Regions from separate parts of the Mus musculus genome. Here region 2 is linked to region 1. Evidence: chromatin contacts called from public Hi-C data. All regions are on one chromosome and are shown on one strand. Each heading gives the region's core, a stretch centred on a gene start, on an enhancer-like site or on the middle of the called end of the contact. The rest is flanking DNA. Distances are from core to core; before and after follow the strand shown.

Region 1 (5,893 bases), core at 1,690-4,189:
TCTCCCTCTCTCCCTCTCCCTCTCCCTCTCTCTTTCTCTCTCTCTCAGGGGAAAGGGATGATGGAGACCCAGCTGTTGACAGAGCTGAGGAAGTCCTGGGGGCGAAGTTGTTTGCTGAGCAGTGGGGCTTCAGTCGAGCAGAGCTCTGTGGTGCTTTCTGTGGGTGGCAGGGAGAGGCAGAGTCACAGTGACGTTTAATCTTGACAGCTTGACTGGAATCAGAATCATTAGGGAAAACACAGCTACTGTAAGCCTATCAAGGAAGTCTCTACCCTGAGTGTGGGTGGCAGGGTCTCATGGGCTGGGGCCCTGAACTGAGTAAGGACAAAGCAGGCTGAGCACTGCCATTCATCTCTCTGCTCCCTGACTGCTGACCAACAGGGCCAGCCACCTCCCATCATGCCACCATGCCTCCCTCGACATGGCGGACCACATCCTCCTTAAACTGCCAGCTCACATAAACCATTTCTCCCGTAAGCCACTTATGGTCAGGCATTTGGTCACAGCAATGAGAAAAGTAACACACATGCCAAGTATAATTTGGTCTTTACAGTAAGGCTTCCTATCCTAGTCACCTCTCCCCATGAGAGCCATAGTGTCCGTGTCCGTGTGTGTCCGTGTGTGTCCGTGTGTGTGTGTGTGTGTGTGTGTGTGTGTGTGTGAGAGAGAGAGAGAGAGAGAGAGAGAGAGGAGAGGAGAGAGAGAGAGAGAGAGAGAGAGAGAAAGAGGTCATGTTAATCCCTAATCCCTTTCTGAATATGAAATGGGGATTAATTTCTCCTAGGATTTCCCCAACCTTGCTGGTGAGCCAAGCCAAGAAGCCAGGATTATAGGACCCAGTGTGCTGGTTGTCAACCCTGTGGATAATGGAAAGACATGGTTAGGCGCTAATTACCTGTGAAGGGAATGTGCATTCTTCTCTTAGGGTCCAGAGAGCTTCCCTTGCTTTGCCCAGCTGGCAGAGCTCAGGGTCAAGGATTTAAGATGGTGTTGGGGGTGGGGTGGGAGGGTGGAGTTATCAGAACTGACTATTCCTAGGAGCTCCCCTGTTGCTGCTTCCTTGCAAGGAAGGAGAAAGATGCCTCTAAAAGCCTGGAAATGATCTTCCCTAATCTGTTCCCTAAATCCTCTTCTCAAATGCCGATAGGGTCAAACAAATGACTGTACTGCTATCCCCTGCCTTCCTCCACCACCACCACTACCCTATCCCTTTTGGCCTGGTTCAAATGTTCCTCCTTCCAAGCACAGATGTTAGGCTAGGCCCAGTGGGCGGGATTTCTTTGCTCTTGCCCAGCTAGAACCCCAGGCAGACAGGAACACAAATTCCTCCCTCGAGAGAGCAGGAGAGAGTCAGGATTCTCAGAGACAAATAAGAGCGGACAGGCAATCCTGGGGGAGCCTGAGAGGAGCTCTCCCACCTTCATTTCTCATTGTAGAAGCAAGGCCTTGAAGGAGCTGGGACAGCAAGAGACCCATGCCTGGACAGTGCTCAGAATTGAGGCTGGTTAAAGGAGACTTTGTCCTGCAGGGTCCCCGGGCAGTTAAATCTGGGTGTGCCCTTAAGTGCTCTCCCCGGCAGTGGTCCATTGGGCAGCCTGGGCTGCAGGTATAGCCAACATACAGTTGTTCAGGGGACACCCAGGGGACACAGAAGGCTTAAGGAATGCTTGCTAAGTCTGGACGAGGCGCCTTTTTTGTTTGGTGCAGTAAAGTCTGGAGTCATTATTAATAAATCAAGGAAAGGGGAAGATAAGGGGACAGGAAGAAGTGCTGGGAGACACACAGATTCTCTTGGAGGCCTCTCACAGGCCAGATCATATGGGAAACAGAATTGCAAGTAGAAGGGTCAGACGACACCTAGGAGCCAGGGTATGCCCCTTTAAAAGAAGGCATTTCTGGCCCACTTCACAGATCTCAGATAGGCTGGTCTTGGGGCTTCAGGAAGCAACTGGAGTGACAGTCAAGAGGCAGCTTGGGTCGGCTGTTATTTGGAGTGTGTGCATGATGAAGACACTGCAGTGGGAGGCAGGCTACTGATGGGCTGAGAGGAGGTGCCTCGCCAGCCCCAGCTACTTTATTGACTGTTTCTCTCAAAGCACAAATGGCCTGAAATGCAAACAGTACTGCCTGGAATCGCTAATTAGCCAAGAGATGGCTCCTTGCAAGAGACATCCTGGTCCACTTGAGTCTGCTGAAATACCTGTTCCGGAGGCAAATGGGGTCACCATGGGACACTTTCCTCATGCCCCCAAACAATCACCTCGCTCACTGGGTCCCACTTTCCAAAGTGACGATGCTTAGGCCCGAACTAATTTGTCTAATGGAAAAGTCACGGAGAGAGAGTGTGGTGTCACTGTTAATCATTTTTTTAAACTTCACATTATGTGATCCGTTAACATTAATATTTAATTTAATGCAGCCAAAAGATTAATGCTTGTGTTTATTTCTAAAAAAAGGCAAAGATGCTTCAGGCTGCTTTTCAGCTTGGTTGAGCTTTGGGGAAAAAAAAAAAGAGAGAGAATGAGAGAGAGAGACAACATCGCATCCAGCATGGAAGATGTGTATTCATGCCGTAATAATACAAATATCCACTCCCTCCCTCACTCTCCCTTCTCAGCTCCTAAAAATAAGCCATGGGGTTCTAATGGGGACACTGATTAAATATTCGGCTCTGTAATTTATGCCCAAGTGAATCCCAACAGGAACCAGAGGCCCTGGAAATCTGTTGTGAAATAATTATCCTGAATGACATTGTGGAGATGGTCTGCAAGGGTGCTGTCAATAATGCATTAGCCCAAATCTGTTTGAAATACGGCAAGGAAATTACACAATCTTCATGGGAACCTGAAAGAATTATCAGTAAACAAATTTAATCAACTTGATGTTATGCATACCACTCTGCCTCTTATTATCTGATCATCTGGGTTTAGAACACTCAGGGGAATTGAATGACGTGGGATGCCAGGCTGCGGCGGCGGCCTCACTGTCTGCGTGTGTGTGTGTGTGTGTGTGTGTCTGTATGCTAGATAAAATCAGCCTCAGGTTTCTGCATTTCTCCTTAGCTGCATTTGCATTTGCAGTCTGATTGCTGGCCTAACCTGGCCCTGGGACTCCTTCTCATAGCCCAGGGATTCTCAGCCTACGGGTTGTGACTGCTTTGTGGAAGGTCAAAAGACCCTTTTACAGGGGTCACCTAAGACCATCAAAAACCACAGATATTTACATTATGATTCATAACAGTAGCAAAATTACAGTCATAAAGTAGCAACGAAAATAATTTTATGGCTGAGAGTCACCACAGCACGAGGAAGTGTGTTCCAGGGTTGCAGCGTTAGGAAGGTTGTGAATCATTACCTTGTACTGTCAGAGCCCTCCTTAGAAAAGTTAGCCAACTGCTCAGGCTTCCTTAAGCTTCTTTTGGCCACCTCTTCGTTCTCTTCTGCCTTCAGAGATGGGTGATCAGCTTGCCTTGAAGCTCAGAAGCAAAGAGTTAGAGTGCAGAGAAGAGTTAGGTGCAGAGAAGAGGGTATTGTGACCCTGGGGGGCTGCTTCTTTCCTCAAGTGCACAGGCCCCGTAATGTTGGGTTCTACATGAGACTCTGACACCAGTTTGCTGGGTGATTCTGCCACATCTCTGCATCTTAGCTTTGTCACCTACAGACCGAGGCCTGGGTCGGGGCATCTTGGTAGAAGGCTATTAGTATCTCACTTGTGTGGTATATTCATTACTGTACTCATTGCTGTGTCCAGATATTTTACAAGAAGCCACTTTCAGGAAGAAAGATGCATTTGGGTTTATGGCTTGATGGGATGTAGTCTGCCATGATGGGGGTATGCTAATCATGTTGCATCCGTAGCCAGGGAACAGAGAGAGAGAGAGAGCAATGGTGATACCACCACCATCACCATCACCACCATCACATCACCATTACTACCACCACCACCCCACCACCATCATCACCACCACCACACCACCACCATCACCACTACCACCACCACCATCACCACCACCACCACAACATGACTTATACTTGCAATATACCGTGACAGAGTAAACATTCCTATTCCAAAAGGGAAGAATTGAGCTATAGTGAGGAAAACCTAGCAGGGAAAACACCAAACAAGGGAGTTCCATGTCTGGCATTTGGGGCCATAACAGCATTGACTGTACTCCATCACAGATAAGTGGCTCTGCCTTTATAACTCAGTTGCCTGTAGCATATGTGGCCTCTTTCTGGGCGGTTTCACTCAGTGCCTCTAGCTTTCTTTGTTGATCATCCCACACTCCTGGTATCTCTAATATTTTGGGGTTTCTATTGTAATGTATGCTTTATCTTTATATTTTCATGGGTAACTTGTAAGGAATCCAGTTCTACCACACATTGTCTGGCCTTAGCAGCTTTTGGGAGCTATTAGACAATTTCCTCAGATTTGAAATATTTCCTCAACAAAAGATTGGGAAGCCCAATATAAACTTAAGAGTAAATAAAAGATGCTATGTTGGGAGAACAGAAGCATTTCTCCATAGTTTCCCCCCCCCCCCCAGCACTATAAAAAGATAAACTGCTGTGGGAAGAGACTCTGACCAACTGAGCTCCAGAGAAGAGAGTCTCAGATTGTCAAGCTGTGTGGAGGTTGTGCTGAGAGCTTCATCCCTGTTGGGCTGGACTTTTCAGGGATGCAGCTGCTTTGGGATCATCCCTGATGTTATAAGCAACCATCCACCCATACTCCTGTTAGTAATTTTGGAGCAGAAGAAAAGCAATGTCTTGGCTTGATAAAGAGAGAAGTCACTTCACTTTGATTGGGCCAATGGGCCTTTCTTTGCTGAACTGCATAGTTTCTACACCTTTCTGCTCCACTTTATAATCTCTCTCATCTTGAATCTGTGCAAATGCAGTGACCAATAACCAAACCATAGCATGAATGTTCTGTTGTCTTGAAACTTCCTTCACTAAACAAATTTAGTCTTTTACTTTTAAATTAGGTTTGACTCATATTTTCAGAACAAAGAATGCAGCCAGATTATCTTTGACAGAATATAATATGAATGGCTTCTGGCTCAGTTCCTAGTACAGCCCTTACCCTTCTCTGAAACTCTATGAGCACTGCCTGTGTTGTTTGCATTCCTATCAACATTCTAATCTTCCTCTTTCCTTCCAGGACAGTCCACTTATCTTTGCTTATAGCATTCTACGAATTTCTCTAGTCCAAAGTGCCAAAATTTTCTCTATTCCTCCTTCAAACCAATTCTAAAGGCCTATAGGTTTGTAAACCACATGGATAGAACCCCACTCATGGTACCAAATTTCTGTACTAGTAACTTTTCTTGTGGCCATGACCAAATTACCTGGCAAGAAGGAATTTTAGGAGGAAAGATTTATTTTGGCTTATTGTTTGAGGGGCTAGCATTCATCATGGCAAGGAAGGCACAGAGAAGAGTATGAGGCAATTGGTCACACTGTACCCATAGTCAGGATGTAGACAGGAGAGAGGAAGACTGGTGTTCAATAGGCTTCATCCTATACCTTTTACTTAGTATGGGTTCCATGCTATGGGATAGTGCCATCCAAAGTTTAAGTTGACTCTTCTTACTGAAACCTCTCTGGAAATGACCTTACAGACCAACCCTGAGGTGTATTGCCTAGGTGATTCTAAATCTAGTCAATTTGATAGTGAAGAATAATCATTACACATAGATTTTTTTCTGCTTAGTTCTAGAACTTAACAAGTTCCTTATAGGAAAGGGAATCTGTCACAGTCACAAACTAGGATGCAGAATCAAGATGAAGAGCTTTGACCATATCTATTGACTTCTCTCTTCATCAAGCCATGGCATTGCTTTTCTATTGCCCTGAAAGTCATATGAAGCATTTCTGAATCTTTATTTTGA
Region 2 (5,893 bases), core at 891-3,390, 690 kb after region 1:
TTTAACAGATAGGAATCCAGAACTTTCCTGAGGACCCAGAGTTGGACAGGGGACAGTTCAGGGACACAGGCCTGGCTCCTCAAAGATATAAGCCCAATGCCTCTGCCTCTGAATTAAATCCTTTGCCATGATCCACAGATACTTCTAGAAAAGAATTATCATGCCATTGACTGACTTCCCAATGATGCACAGATCACTCCAGAATCCAGGACTTAATGCATGGAGCTTTCCCCACAGGCCTGAGTCCCAAAGATGCTGCCAGCAGAGGATGCCTTAAACCTTCCTCCTGACAGTCTCGCTGGCAGAATCCCAGAACTGCAGTGCTGAGGGACCTGGAAGAAGTCTTTGAAGTCTCCCTCATACGGAGCTGCAGAAAGAGGCTTGTTGTCTTATGCAGAGAGCAGTTGAAGATATCAAAGGGAAGATAGGATGTTAAATTTGAGTGATCAATGTTTAATAGTCAGGGTTGTAAGCTGTCACGAGGGATGCAGTGGGTGGGAAGCCTCACGTACTGTAGGATTTGAGATGACACTGCCCCGGGCTGTGGAGGAGCCCTCTGGCATCCCTGTAAATAGGGAGGACAGATCAAGAGGTACAGGGGTGAGCCCACACTCCTCTGCCTGGCTGCTTATGTGGGGGGCATTGCATAGAATAGGGATGTTTTGGGTGGAAGTAAACCCTCAGATTCTGACCAAGCAGCAACCAATCATACAAATATTGGTCTCTTCTCAACAGGACGGTTAAGGGCCCCCAGAAAGGTAGAGAGGGGTCCACCTTGGATTAAGGAGACCTGAGGATCCAGCCCTTGTCAGGGATAACTTCAACATTGCACTGAAACTTCTCTGGGCAGAAATAGGAGGCTGCATGGACTCTGGGAGAAATGGATGCTAAAGGGGGTGGGACCTTCCTCTGTAGGACAGTCTCAGGGGCAGAGCCTGCCCTTCTGGGTCTCCTAGCATCTATGATGTCTGTTGCCATTCACAAGAGCTTGGAGGAATGTCAGCTCCCTTGCTTTGTGATATCCAGACCCTAGCAGATGGGGTGAGCTCCCCCAACCCAGGCCCTCTGTCAGTCACCCTCACAGGTTGTTCTGTGGCAGGGAACACGGCTCCCTCTGGTCCCTCCCCTGGAGCTCATATGCACGGCTGTGGAGTGACAGGGCTGAGGACCAGAAGGAGCGAGCTCCCTAAAAGCTTTCTTGGCTGAAGAGCAAGAGACAGGCTGGGCTGTCCCCACAGGCAGCCCTCATCTGTTCCCAAATTCGGGCATCCCCAGAGAGCATCAGGAAGGGCTTGGAGGAGTGGAGATGCAGACTGACTGACAGAAGAACAAATCCTGAAACTCCAGCCCCTGTGCCTGGCTAGGCAGGGGCCTCCAGACCTCACATGGCTGCCTGCCACCTCCTGAGCAAAACACAATTTCACGACTCTTTGGGGGATAAAGGATTTTATTTACCTCTTTTCAAAAGCTTCAGAATTCTTCCTGAACATCAAATAACTCCTGGCAAACACATCCTGATGAGTAACACGAAGTGAAATAGAACCAGATGGGCTGACTCGCTCTGGGCTTGCGCGGGAGGGGGAAGGGCGGATCTCACTCACAGAGAGGCTGGGCTGTGGGCCACAGGAAGTGCATCAGGAGGGGGGCACAGCCTTCCAAGCAGGGAGGGGACAAAGTCCCCTGGACTTTGCCGGAGATGGAGTCACACTGCCTGCCATCTGGCTTTGTTGGGAAGAGAAAAGAAATGGGGTTTCCGGCAGCCTGTTGGTGGCACCCCAGCAGTGTGGATCATGCCAAGCCTGGCATCTATGGCACTTGGGACCCAGGGGACTCTGAGACATAAGCTCCTGTGATAGGGAGATTGGATGGCCAGTGTATTTAGAATCCTCTAAGAACCTCCTGAGGACTCCGCGAATTATCCAAACAAGAGTGCTCTCTCTCTCTCTCTCTCTCTCTCTCTCTCTCTCTCTCTCTCTCTCTCTCTCTCTCTCTTGATTTGGTTCCACTCAGCTGAAACACACCATTTCCCAGCCTCTTTTCAAGAGGAAGCACTGTAGCAGCCCTGACCAGTGGGAAGCAGCTAGTGTCTAAGCCACTCCTTCCTTGTGCCATCCTTGACCTCCAGGAGGGAGGCTACAGCTGGAGCTGGAGTTCCACGGATGAGATGAGCAAGTCTGGTGGGGCAGGGAGCCTGAACCGCACATGCTCTGTGGAGCCACTGACTTATCCTTGAACATCTCTGGCCTTGTGCCTATCCGTGAGGATGTGCTGCTGTGGGGTTAGGCAGACGATATTAGGGTTCTCTGGATCCTGACACCAGACCAGTGGCTCCAGTCCCAGGGAAGCAGTCCTAGCAATCCAGACTGCATCAACTAATCTCTTATGCTCCAGAGACTCCCATGCCTCATGTAGCTGTCCCAGTTGCCTTAGGGGTCTCCTGCCCAACTCCTTCAGGAGGCTCTTGCCACTTCCACGGCAGCAGAGGCCACTAGCCCCAGTGTTCAGCCTGCCGCGCCCCCCCCCCCCCCGTGACCTCTCCAGACGGTAGCCTGTCTTTTAAGAGCAGAATGTTAAAACTGAGGGTACCGACCCTCTAGCTTATCTGGGTGTGGTCATCTTAACATGGGGTTAGATAAAATGAAACTTGTGTGTGGCAAACCAGGCCATGTTAGTCACCCAGGGTGGTAAGAGAGCCACATGGGAACTTGGAAAGCTTATCCATTGATTTTTTTTTTCTGGCATGGACTTTAACGGCAGGATCTCTTAGATGACAAACATCTGAAGCAGAACTTTTACATGTAAGGCAGACTCTGACGGGCCTCTTCTGGGAAGTCCTGGAGATTCTGCAGAGCACTGTTGGAAGTCACCGTGGCTGAAAGCAAAGGAAAATGCAGACAGCTAGCAAGCTGGGCAGAGCTGGGAACAGCAGCAGAGTTTGACTGCTAGTGGTTCCCAGCTCCTCCACACCAAAGGCCCCAATATTGGACACATGCGCTTCTTCCAGCAGATTCTTAATTGGGGCTCCAGGCCATCCATAGGCGAGGCTTCCAACCTGCAGCCCCGGCTTCCTCTCTCTGGCACTGTGTCAGTCTCCAGCCACTGCTCATGCTGCTCACCTTCCACACAACTTTCTCAGAGACTGGCCTAACTTTCCTGAAGGAACATGTCCCCTGACCCATTGCTATAGTATGTTCAAGCTCATATTTCCAAACCCCAGTCTGACCCTCAGTCTCTCTCCCCAAACTTTCATCTTCCCACAGACACTGCCCCACTGTGCCCCTACTTCTCCTCTGAGCCTGTGCTTGTGGCCCTGTGTGATGCTGAGACCATGTTAAGCTTTTGTGGCTCCGTCCCCTGCTCTCTTTGTCCCACCCCGCAGTCCTCCTCCAAGGCCTAACTCATCCTGCCTTTTCTCTGGAGCCATCCTTGGTGCCTTTACTCCAGGGAGTCTGGAGGGCAGTCAGTGCTGTATCCCGCAGGCTTTACCGTGTCTGCACGCATCCGGCTTGCAGTGTGCGTGTGGTGTACTTGAAGGAAGAGAGAGATCCATTTCCTGCGCATAAGATGCACACTCTATTTACTTGGATAAAAGAGACTGGTTAGCGCACATGTGTCCTGTTTTGCTAACTGTGCTCCCACACTCCTCATTTAACAGTAGCCTGTGTTCCTTCTGGAATTTGCCTCTTCCCCGCTGTGTGTGGTCTTGGTGGAGGGGAATTCTAGGCTTCTGCCTCCCATTATGAAAGCCAAAGGTCCAACTCCAGGCTCCTAGATCCCAGGGGGAGCAGGAACGTGCCTCGACCTCTCTTCTGGGAACACACATCTGCTGAGAGTCATTCAGAGTGTCAGCCAAGCTTCTGGGTTGCCAGCGACAGACTCCTGCTTGGTCAGTTTGAAGCAGCCAGGGATTTATTCCATAGAAGGTGAGGAAGATCACAGGCCTGGTGGATAGACTGGCAGATGGGCAGCGGCAAGACAGCCAGGGCACAGCTGGGCTCTTAGCCGAATAGTCCTCAGGACACCAATCCATGTGGTCACTACATGCAGGATGCCACCTTGCTTCCCATGCTGAGCACACAGCACGGATCTTCTTCCAACTGGTCATTGCTGCTGCTGCTGCTGCTGCTGCCTTAGCGTCCTGCCATCTCCAAGAAGAGCCTTGACAGTGTTCTACAACACTGCCTGCTACTCGTTTTCCCAGGTGACATGTAACTGACCCGCTGATACATATATGTCTGTGCCCTTCCTCAAAGGATGTACAGACCTTGTGTTACAGAGTCCTACAAAGGATGCTAGGATCGACAGTTCCGTCCACAGTGGAAGCATGACTTCACCACTTCCCTCACTTTAAGGCAGGGAATTCAACAAGCCTAGAAAAGAGGAATCCTCGGTTGACAGACAAGCAAGAAGAATGGGAAAAAAAAAAAAAAAGAAAGACACTGAATCCAGAGACTAAGCTGGAGGTCACCGTCTCAACCTCAGCAGCATGAAGACCAGATGTTCCCTTCTGTATGTGATGGTCACAGCTCCTGAGCTAGGTGATCAGAAAGGCCCAGGCTTCTGCCTTCCCAGAGTCTGCTTCTCTAGGTTCCTGTCACTTCTCCAAGCTCTCGACATCCTGCCAATAAATTCCTTTTTGCTGAAGTTAACCAGTGTTAGTGTCTGCCGCCTGCAGCCCAGCAATGCTGAGCGAAAGCATGAGTAAATATGGGTACTCACTGCTTATAAAACGCCAGGCCTCCCGATGGGCTGCAGGCCCATTGACCCCTCCCCAGCACCTTCTCCCTGGGGAAGCCAGGGGGGCCAACTGGCTGTGGGGATCCTGTGGGGATGCCTGTCAGGCTTCAGTCCAGAGCAGGGAGCCCCAGGAAGTACCACCATAGATAAAACTCAGTTGATTGTACTTCAGTGTCTTCCCTTTTAAGCCAGGTCATTAGGGTACATGCTACCAGGACAGAAAAAGCATTTCTAATTAAACTACAACACCATACACAAAAGGCTGAATGGAAAGCCACACTTCCACCACTGAATTCAGATGTGAAGATGTGTAGACCAGAAGAGATGCACCATGGTAAAAAAAATAATAATAATTAAAAAATAAAATAAGAGTTCGCTTATTCTGCCCCAGCCAGGAGACACTCAACCACCCAGAAGCCTTGCCTAGGTGACTTAATTCATTGCTAATTTCCCTCCGTAATTTCTGGAGATTGAAATATAATTACCATATTTTCTGGTTGAACAGACTGAAGAATACATGGGTCAGATTGTTTCCCCTGAGTTACAAATCAGTGAGGGATAGGCATGGAATTCAGAGATTCTTTACATACAGCTTTCTCTCTTCCCACTGATTCCATAACATCCCGTGTATTTCTGATACCCAAATAGGTTCCCCCAACCCCTCTGCTTCACTTAACTGTCATGTTGACTCTGGTAGAGCCTCTCTGCAATTCCTAGAGAGGCTGAGACAGGATCACCAAAAGTGCAAGACCTTCATGAGCAGCAGAGTGAGTTCAAGGCCAACCTGGGCTACTCAGTAGGACCCTGTCTCAAAATAATAATTTTTAAAAAGGTCAAGGGTATATCTCGTATCTCAGAGGTAAAGCTCTTGCCTAACATGTGCTGGGCCTCTGGTCCCATGCTCTGTACCTTACTTTGCTGGCCCAGCACCTGCTTGGGGAGCCCTCCCTCTCAGCAAGCATGCATGTTTCCTATTCTTTGTGACTACTGAGGTCCAGAAGGAACACAGGCCTCCCACTGGCCTCCACCGCCATAGACGTTACCATTGTCTCCATTTCTGTTAGCTTATCTGGTTGGTGGGCTGATTTTTGATGGAGAGGTTTTAGTAACAAAGCATGTACCACCCACCGTGTTTGTGTGGTTCTGGGGCCTCTCG

Evidence for each region. A called contact is a pair of places that touch in the nucleus more often than the background predicts.
Region 2: a contact with region 1 is called in a Hi-C map of the N1E-115 cell line, with 3 times the contacts expected there. The contact joins two enhancer-like sites. A contact is called at or near these places in 1 of 484 Hi-C or Micro-C datasets (the N1E-115 cell line) and 2 of 115 datasets of contacts at active chromatin or transcription factors (embryonic basal ganglia and stem cell-derived neural progenitor cells).

Annotation. Positions count from the first base shown.
Region 1 is chr14:24,532,407-24,538,299 of GRCm38.p6, forward strand. No RefSeq gene overlaps it. Among named protein-coding and RNA genes, the nearest start is that of Gm31720, 8.4 kb to the left of the region's middle. Within about 2 kb of position 2,940, at least 18 of the 459 cell types and tissues checked have an H3K27ac peak or open chromatin away from gene starts, as enhancers often do. A contact at or near this core is called in the N1E-115 cell line, where this site is marked.
Region 2 is chr14:25,225,116-25,231,008 of GRCm38.p6, forward strand. No RefSeq gene overlaps it. Among named protein-coding and RNA genes, the nearest start is that of Gm32379, 16 kb to the left of the region's middle. Within about 2 kb of position 2,141, at least 222 of the 459 cell types and tissues checked have an H3K27ac peak or open chromatin away from gene starts, as enhancers often do. A contact at or near this core is called in the N1E-115 cell line, where this site is marked.